Linked DNA regions of Mus musculus: region 2 is linked to region 1. Evidence: chromatin contacts called from public Hi-C data. All regions are on one chromosome and are shown on one strand. The core of a region is the stretch at or near the end of the contact, and the rest is flanking DNA. Distances in the headings are between cores, read along the strand shown.

Evidence for each region. A called contact is a pair of places that touch in the nucleus more often than the background predicts.
Region 2: a Hi-C map of cortical neurons shows a contact between it and region 1, with 2.7 times the contacts expected there. The contact joins two enhancer-like sites. A contact is called at or near these places in 4 of 484 Hi-C or Micro-C datasets (cerebral cortex, cortical neurons and muscle stem cells) and 1 of 115 datasets of contacts at active chromatin or transcription factors (pancreatic cancer cells).

The regions. Positions count from the first base shown.
Region 1 is chr17:9,843,701-9,847,736 of GRCm38.p6, forward strand. It overlaps Gm34799 (a long non-coding RNA gene), which reads right to left. Exons shown (of 2, transcript XR_003952248.1): 2 at 1,008-4,036. Among named protein-coding and RNA genes, the nearest start is that of Gm34799, 61 kb to the right of the region's middle. Within about 2 kb of position 2,226, at least 40 of the 459 cell types and tissues checked have an H3K27ac peak or open chromatin away from gene starts, as enhancers often do. A contact at or near this core is called in cortical neurons and pancreatic cancer cells, where this site is marked.
Region 2 is chr17:10,095,591-10,099,626 of GRCm38.p6, forward strand. No RefSeq gene overlaps it. Among named protein-coding and RNA genes, the nearest start is that of Gm34972, 49 kb to the right of the region's middle. Within about 2 kb of position 2,346, at least 23 of the 459 cell types and tissues checked have an H3K27ac peak or open chromatin away from gene starts, as enhancers often do. A contact at or near this core is called in cortical neurons and pancreatic cancer cells, where this site is marked.

The DNA.
Region 1 (4,036 bases), core at 976-3,475:
CAGCTGGTCACAAGACATCCACAATCTGGAGCCAGAGAGGAATGACTGAATGCTGCTGGAGCTCAGCTTGCTTTCTCTACTCACCCAGGCCAGGATTCCAGCCAAGGAATCATGCTGCCCACAGTGGGCAGGCCATCCCACCTCAGTGCAATCAAGAGTCCCCCTTAGGCAAGCCCTGAGGCCTGTCTCCCACAGGGTGCTAAATTCTGTCAGGTGAGGTACTAATGCATGTTAATTGGCTGTTTATGGAATGTCAATGGAATGTTCAGCAACAGCCCGTTGACTGTCCTTATGTTTGGAAAACTCAAACTCAAAACCTAGAGACGGATTTGTACTGCTAGTACCAGGGTAGCCCTCAGCGAGTCCCAAGTTCCCTATCTTCCAACTTAGTCCCCATCACTCTTGTCCAGTCACTCCCACTCACAATGGGGCTGTGAGGTAACATTCAGAAGGAACAGCACCAAAAAGATTGGATCTGGACCCAAACGGCCATGAATGAAGCCTGAGAAACTCCCTCTCTTTCAGAAAACAGAAATTATAGGGTCTGATGCTGGCAGGGAAGAAAGGTGTATAGGGCTGTAAATAGGTTAGCCCTGATACAGTGGCCACGCATGGCCCATTACTGACATTATCCTCTTCAGGGGTGCTCTGCCCATTAGCCAGGAGAGTTATAAGAATGAACGTGGATAACGAGAGACCAGAGAGTACTCTTCATATCCAGTCCTAACCACACTGGAATTACTGCAGGGTCTGTTTGTCCCTTACCCCATGCAGATTCAGAGAGCCTCTTCTTCCTTCCCTCCAGTTGAGGTGGATGGGAAGGGAGGGTGTGGTGACAACTAGGGAACAAGACCAATGAGACAGGACTAGGATAGGGTTAGAAACCCCCTGGCCCTATAAGCCAAGACAAAGGGAGAGGGCACAGAAATGGCTGTACTATGCTTCCAAGCATGTCAATGTCAAGGCTTCTCCTAATAAATCAGGGCTGTGAACAGATCGCAACACACTCTGAGACACTAGCGGACACTTGTTGATGTCAAGTACCTCGAGGCCTTCACACTATACCTGCATCAGAGCATCAAAGCTTGAGAAGTGGATGCATTTCAATGGAGCCACTTACTCTTTCATTTCAAGTATATTCCTCAATAGATTCTTCAAGTCAAACAAAGGTACAATTAATTGAATCATAGACACTGAAGAGCACAGAAATAGAACCACAGATGAGAGCTCTATTCACACTCTAATTGCTTCCTGCAAACATAGGCCTCTCCAGACACCACTGCCTTAAACTGTACCTGTGCACCCATAACCCTATAAACCAAAAGCAAACAACAGCCACATATGTGGACCAAACACACTTTCAGCCCTATGCAAACATTAGGAATCTAGATCTCCATAGACCAAGTTGCTTACAGTAGTGTTGTCAAAAGGCAGAGGACTTGTCCCAATACAAACCATAAAACTAGGAAGTTTAGTATGCAGTTGGGTGAATCACAGAAGATTGTGACCATTCTAAGACAGTGAGGAGATGGCTCCGTGGCTGCAGTACTTGCTACATACGCATAGGAATCTGAGCTTGGGTCTGCAGCATCCATATGAAAGGCTGCTGGTAGCAATACACAGCTGTAACCCGGCATGGGGCAAGGACCCTGGGGGCCCCATGACCAGCTAATTCAACAGACATAGTGAGCTTCCAGGTTCAGTGAAAGAGTGTCTAAAAAAAAAAAAAAATCAGTCAGCAAAGCAATGGACAGAGGCAGCTCAATGTTAATGCTGGCCTCTACACATTCTTGCACACATGAGAGAACCTGCACAAATACAGATACACACATACTTACAGGAAAACTGGGATTACATGTGGGCAAGATGTTTCATACCACACTGCTGTTGGTGCTTAAGGAAATGGCAGGTCACCTGACATGGTTGTCATGCTCCAATACCACCTCCAGATGGCATAAAGACCATCTCAGCCTTGATCCACAAAGGAAGGGCCAGGGGCACTATGGATCTCTCCCTACTGTACTTTAGGATTTAATGTTTGAAGCACACGCAAAAGTCTGTGGTCCAGCATTGACTTAGTTCTGCCAGAGCCGGGGACCTGGGAATGGTGGTTTTGTCCTGGATAACTGGGGAACCACCAGCTGAGTGCATCCCAGGCTGAGCACTACATGAAGCCAGAAATGTTTTTCAGAAAGCAAGAACAGGAACGAGATTGACTTGTTTGTCTGCAGCCACGATGAGTCATTTGGCTGTGAATAGTTGCTGTTGGCTATGAATGGCCACTGTTGATAGAGGGGCAGAAGAAATATCAGATTCTTCCAGCATCTAAGTGTTGAGTCCAGGAGTCAGGCATAAAAAGTGTTTGGGGGAACTACTGCTGACCCTTGCCAAATTTTATTCGTTCATGGCAAAATGAGGGGGAAAAAATGACAGAAGGAGTTTTCTGTAAACTTAAATACAGTCATGAATATTGTCTTATTTGAGAAATTAATTTTCCATCCTGCCTTCCATGTCAAATATCCTTTTCCTTGTGCAATTATAATGCTCTGTAAGATAGAGTAGCTATTTGATTTTGTTTATGATGTCCTTGCTGGCAAAACATGAGATGGGTGACACTGTCAGTCTGCACTTTCTCTCTCAGGCTTTTACCAGCTGGGAAATGGAAAAGTGAAGCCGAGAGAGAGAGCAGGAAGGCAGCTGCCATGAGGGGTGAGGGGCCTTTACTCTCTTTCATTATAAACTTTTGGCAAAAATGACTGAATTGTCTCAGCAACACCCAAGAGCTCTGGTGAGTGGCTGGCTCTGTGTGTGTGTGGGGGGGGGGGGGGGGGGGCTGAGCACCGGAGTGTCCTCCTTTGCCTCCTAGGCCTCCATTTATGTTCTAGGCCAGAAAAATAGATGGAGGACCTTTTTAACATGGAGCACAAGGTATTAAACAAATGTCACTATGTCAAGCGCCTATGTCCCTCATTAGAATTAAAATCCACAGTGTCCTCATCTTTCTAAACACAAGTCATGCCAAGATGCAGTTCTAAGGACAGGAGGCAGGCAACGTGCTCTGCGGATGAGTCTGGAGAAGAGTGTGGGTGAGGGGCTGTGATTAGTGTTTCTTGGTTCAAAGTTGCCTCCCGATCACTTCCTCTCTGGGAGTCTCTTTCCAGCCAGTTTCTCTTAAGTCTTTTAGAGCAGCGCGTCCTTCACCTCCTGGAATTTGCTGTTTCCTTTGTTTTTTGCTCTCTTGACCTACAGCAGTTCATCTCTCTAACCAGGGCCACTTGCTATAGAGCGTTTCCATCTCCAAACGTCTGGCACAGGTTGGACCGGAGACAAGCATGTCTTCTTCAGTTTAACTGTCTGGCGGGACAGACCCCTCCCACCAGAGTCCTGTAAATGGGTTCACCCGCACCTCTGTTCTTGCATCGAACAGGTCTGCCTATGACCCCATGCTTCTCTCTTGGCAATCATTTGCTCAGTCACTCAACAGATTTTATTCTCGAAAGTATGTGAAGAAGTGGCTGTGTTCTCAACATGTGTGATGCTCTCATCCTCAGTGGCTTAAATGTCTCTCCCTCACAGGAGAATGCCTTGAAGGAGGTGGTGTGGCCATTGCCATTTCCAGTGCTTGGCACAGAGTGTATATGTAGACAGTGCTCTGACAAAGAGAAAACAGCGTAATCATGTCCTTTTGAGGACACTCTGTGTCCTGGGCACTAGGGAAGCAACATATGTATTAATTAATTATGTCATTGAAAACTCCACATTGTCCTACCCCTTATTTATTTATTACCCCTTCTACAAAAAAGAAACTGGGGTTCAGAGAAGTCAAGTGATTTGGCCAAGTTCAAGCAGATGATACCTGATAGAGTCAGGATTCGAGCACAGAAAATTGGTTCTAAGTTCTTCTCAGTAGAACATTGCACCATTCAGTCACAATGCTTATTGAATAAGTTAATGAATGGACACACCCCAGGAAGCAGAGATGATAACATGGCTAATAAATGCTTGCTATGTTAGCAAGCACGAAGCCCTGAGTTGG
Region 2 (4,036 bases), core at 1,096-3,595, 250 kb after region 1:
TTGCTTGAAGACTAGAAGAGATTTTTCAGGGTGATGACCTTAACCCCTGAGCATCATGGGATGGTTGAGAACATTCCAGGCTGCTCTTCTATTTCAGCAGGGTTGGGCACTAGAGACCAGCAAGGAGAACTAGTGGTCCTGAACTCTGTGTTCTGACCCAGGCTGCTCAGACCCACCCAAGGGATACCACGAGATGGAAAGACAAAGAACATCGTCTTTTCAAGCTGAGTACATTCTCATTCTGCCGTCTCCCTGAATCCCCTCCCAGGCCAGAGATAGTCAAATCCAAATACACTGAAAAGGGGGAGTTGGGGGGAGCACTGCCTTCTCTTGTCCATCACTTAGAGCACAGCCCTGGCTTCCGCTCCTACAGGAAGGAGATGATGTTGGCTTCTAGTGAAGGGTGTGGGCTGGGGAGAAGCCAGACACAAAAGACAGAGCAAGGCCGGATGTTACTAACAGTCCAGCTTTCTTTTCAGGTTCCTGTTTAGCTAAACATTTCAAAGGAGGCAGTTTTCCAAGCTGCTGGTCTTCCCGGTGTGTCCTGGAGGCCTAGGGCAGTGTGGGGAGCCAAAGGGTGTCTGTTCATTCCATCATCACCAGGACTGGCTCAGTGTCTCCCCATATGACACCAACTGAAGCAACTGTGGAGATCATGTTTTCCCAGCATCCCACATCCATGGCCCTCTGGCTGAGTGGGTGAGCATCCCTCTGGGACAGCCGCCTGAGTCCCAGGCAGGTTGGGTAGACATTCTAGGCAGGCTAACTCCTTGCATGGAAGCTGTGTACCTTGCTTCTCAGTGAACACATTCTCAGGCTGTCTGCATGGCTTTCCCTTCTGCTTCTGCTGCTAGGTCAAAGGGTAGCATTGGTGGCCAGAGCTCCGGTACCACCCGAGAAGCACTTTGCTCTCTTTGAATTCAGGGATAGAGCCAACAACATCTAAAAATAGTGGTTGTCACACTTCACTACAGTTCCAAAGGAGGCCTAGGTATGAGGATCCATTCGTTGATTAAACTGATTTTGAGACAAATTAGCAAGGAGGGTGCAGGGCTTTCCTTTAAGATCAATGGAGAGAATGAAGGATGCATAAAAATCTTATAGACTATTCCCAACTTTATATGATTCAGAAAATGAATCTCAGCATGATACCCAGTAAAGCAAACACCGTACTTAAATAGCAAGGATTTTTTTCCTTGTATTTCATAATCATGCTCAATATTTGTCTCATTTTGTAGCTATGGGGAAAAAATAGAAAATCAGAGCAAATAAGAATGATAAATCCAATTTCCCAATTTCCTGTCCAGTAAGCCCTCAGCCCACAGTGAGGACTGACTGGCTCGGCAACATGTCGTGGTTCAATGTAGGAGCTAGGAATTAGATACCTGAAGTCCTAACTGGCCATGTTAGAGGGAAAAGGTTGTGAGGTGGAAAATGTTCTGAGACCCAGTACCAGAGCTACAAGGAATGTAGGAAGAGCCACCAGAATCCCCATCTAACACCTGCTTGAATCCAGGACGGCCAACCTGGCATCGACACAGGATCTTCTCCACTGCTGTGTTGAACAAAACAGACACTTACATTTCTAAGGCAATTTTCCTCTGTGTCTGAGCCAACTTTAATTGCAGAAATCATCTAGATGACAGGCTTTTATTACATCTGTACAGCATCTCACAGAAGTGCTTGCCACACAGCAGTTGAGAAAGGTCACCTCTCTGGCTGTCAGGGCTATCCATCTTGACCACAGAACACATCGACCTACCTGGGTAGCCTTCTCTGGTGACACATTTAAGGCCTTCTAAGTCTTTTAGACCATGACACAGCCCCTTGTTACAACTGATATAAAAGGTTAAAGTCTCTGACACAATTCTCACTGTCAGGGTCTCAGGGTCTATCCCAGGGCCTCTTAGTTTGTTTATTTAGTGCTTTTTAGACAAGATCTTCAACCCAGACTGACCTTGAAATCCTTATGTAGCTAGGGGTGGCTTTGAACCCCTGATCTTCCTGCCTCTGCTTCCTGCGTGCTGGAATTAAAGGTGTGTGCCACCAGGCTGGATTTGGCTTTGCTGAGGATGAATCTGGGGAGTTGTGCAGGCACTCTGCCAACTGAGCTCCATCCCAGCCCTCCTCTCTCACTTCTGTAAACCCCCTTAGAGGTGAGAAAGGAAAAAGCTACAAAGAAACACCAAGCTGGGGAAATTTGTTCACATAATCTTGAGGCAGAATATTTTTTGCTTAATTTTTAAACAGAACCATGATGTCACCAATTGCAATTACAGCCTGGTGGTTTAAAGTCCCATATGTTTGACAAATAGTGCCAGTCATTTGCCAAGTCTAAACATAACTAGTTTTCCCTCAGTCACAAGCTGTCTCCTTGTCTTCCACCAACTTTAGGATTTGGTTTCTTCTGCTCTTCTTGAGATGAGTGTCCCTGAAGACCTGGACAGATGCAAACTGTTTTCCTGCCTGCTCTGGTCTGTTTGCCAGGGAAAACATTCTATAAATTCTTTCAGAACCTCCCTGGTAATGAGTTTCTGTCCATCAGTCTCTGGATTTGGGTGAAGCATTCCTCCTGGCTATCCATGACAATGGGTACAACTGCCCTGAATGCATCAAGACCTACCTGGCCTGAGGGCCACCCATCACAGGCCTGTTTCAGAGGCAACAGAAAGTGCATGGTCTCCCCCCATTCCTCACTTCCAGCCATCCGTAGACACTTTGTAAAATCACCATCTGCATCTCAAACAGCTGCTTTTGTATTTTTACAAACTCATTCCCAGCATGGCTTATGTGCCCAAGCTGAAATTTCATCTCAAGAGTGGCTTCTGATGTACCCTGATTCTACAGTTGGGAGAGAGGATCGAATTAAGGATGTGGTTAAACCACATCCAGAACTAGGGAAATGCTATAGTATCCTTGTCATAGCAATACAAGTCAAATATTAAACTCCCGAGAGGCTGTCTCATTTGTATCCGTATCCATGATTTACATCCCAATTACTCATCACCATGGGAACCAGGTATTTTTGACTGACTAAAGAAAACATTGCCAAGATACAGATATCCTTTGGGAATGGGCTCCCCCACCCCCTTTTCAGTGCTGGGAATAAAGCCAGGTCTTTACCTATACTAGGAAAGCCCTCTACAGCTGCACTCTGCACCTAGTCCAAGCTTGAGCCTTTGGAGGGTGGGTCGTATTCACTGTAGCTCCTGTCCCGACACCAGATGAAACTCACTTTGTCTTTAAACACAGTATGACTTTACCTGGAGGACCATGAATATCTAAGTGTCAGACCCCATCCCAGGCCTGAACATCTGGCTCAGCATTAAGCAGGTGCTGTAGATGCCATGGGACTGGGGAACACGTTGTAAGGATGGGCTACTGGACCAAGGCTCTGAGATCTCACAGACAACGGATGACTGGGAGAAGAGACCCTGTGACTAAAACTCCCATTGAGTGCCTCTCCAGGTATTCCTTGACACGTCTGCCTGAGTTGTTTCTTCTTAAAATAGGTCTCAAGAATTTGAGCTAATCACAGTTTCTGGCATCAGGACAACTGTGGCCCTGATATTTGTCAAGTGATCACAAACAGACTTACTGAAAATTTAATTTTGACCTGACAGGTATGTTTTTTACATGTTAGTCAAATGCCACCAAATTATTAAAAGCACACCATGGAGAATTAACCAGAGTGATCCTCTCCCATAACAACCACACCCAGCAGGACTTAATAAGAAGTAATGGGCGGTCTCTTCAAAACCAAAGGCATGGAAGAAGCTAGGTTTCTTAGTTTTGAAGTGTGTGTGTTTGCTTTGTTAGATTGGCGGACACATGGCAGCTCTTCCCTTGAGGCTTATGGGGAGACTTTGGAGAGATATAAGGCAGGATCCAGTGAACCTAGACTTCCTTCTACCCCTACAGTGGGACAGGCTTTAGAGAGGTTATTTCTTGAGATCTGCCTACCTCTGCCTCCAGAGTTCTGGGTTAAAGACACACACCACTGCTCTGACCTTTGAGGGGTACTTTACTAAAACTG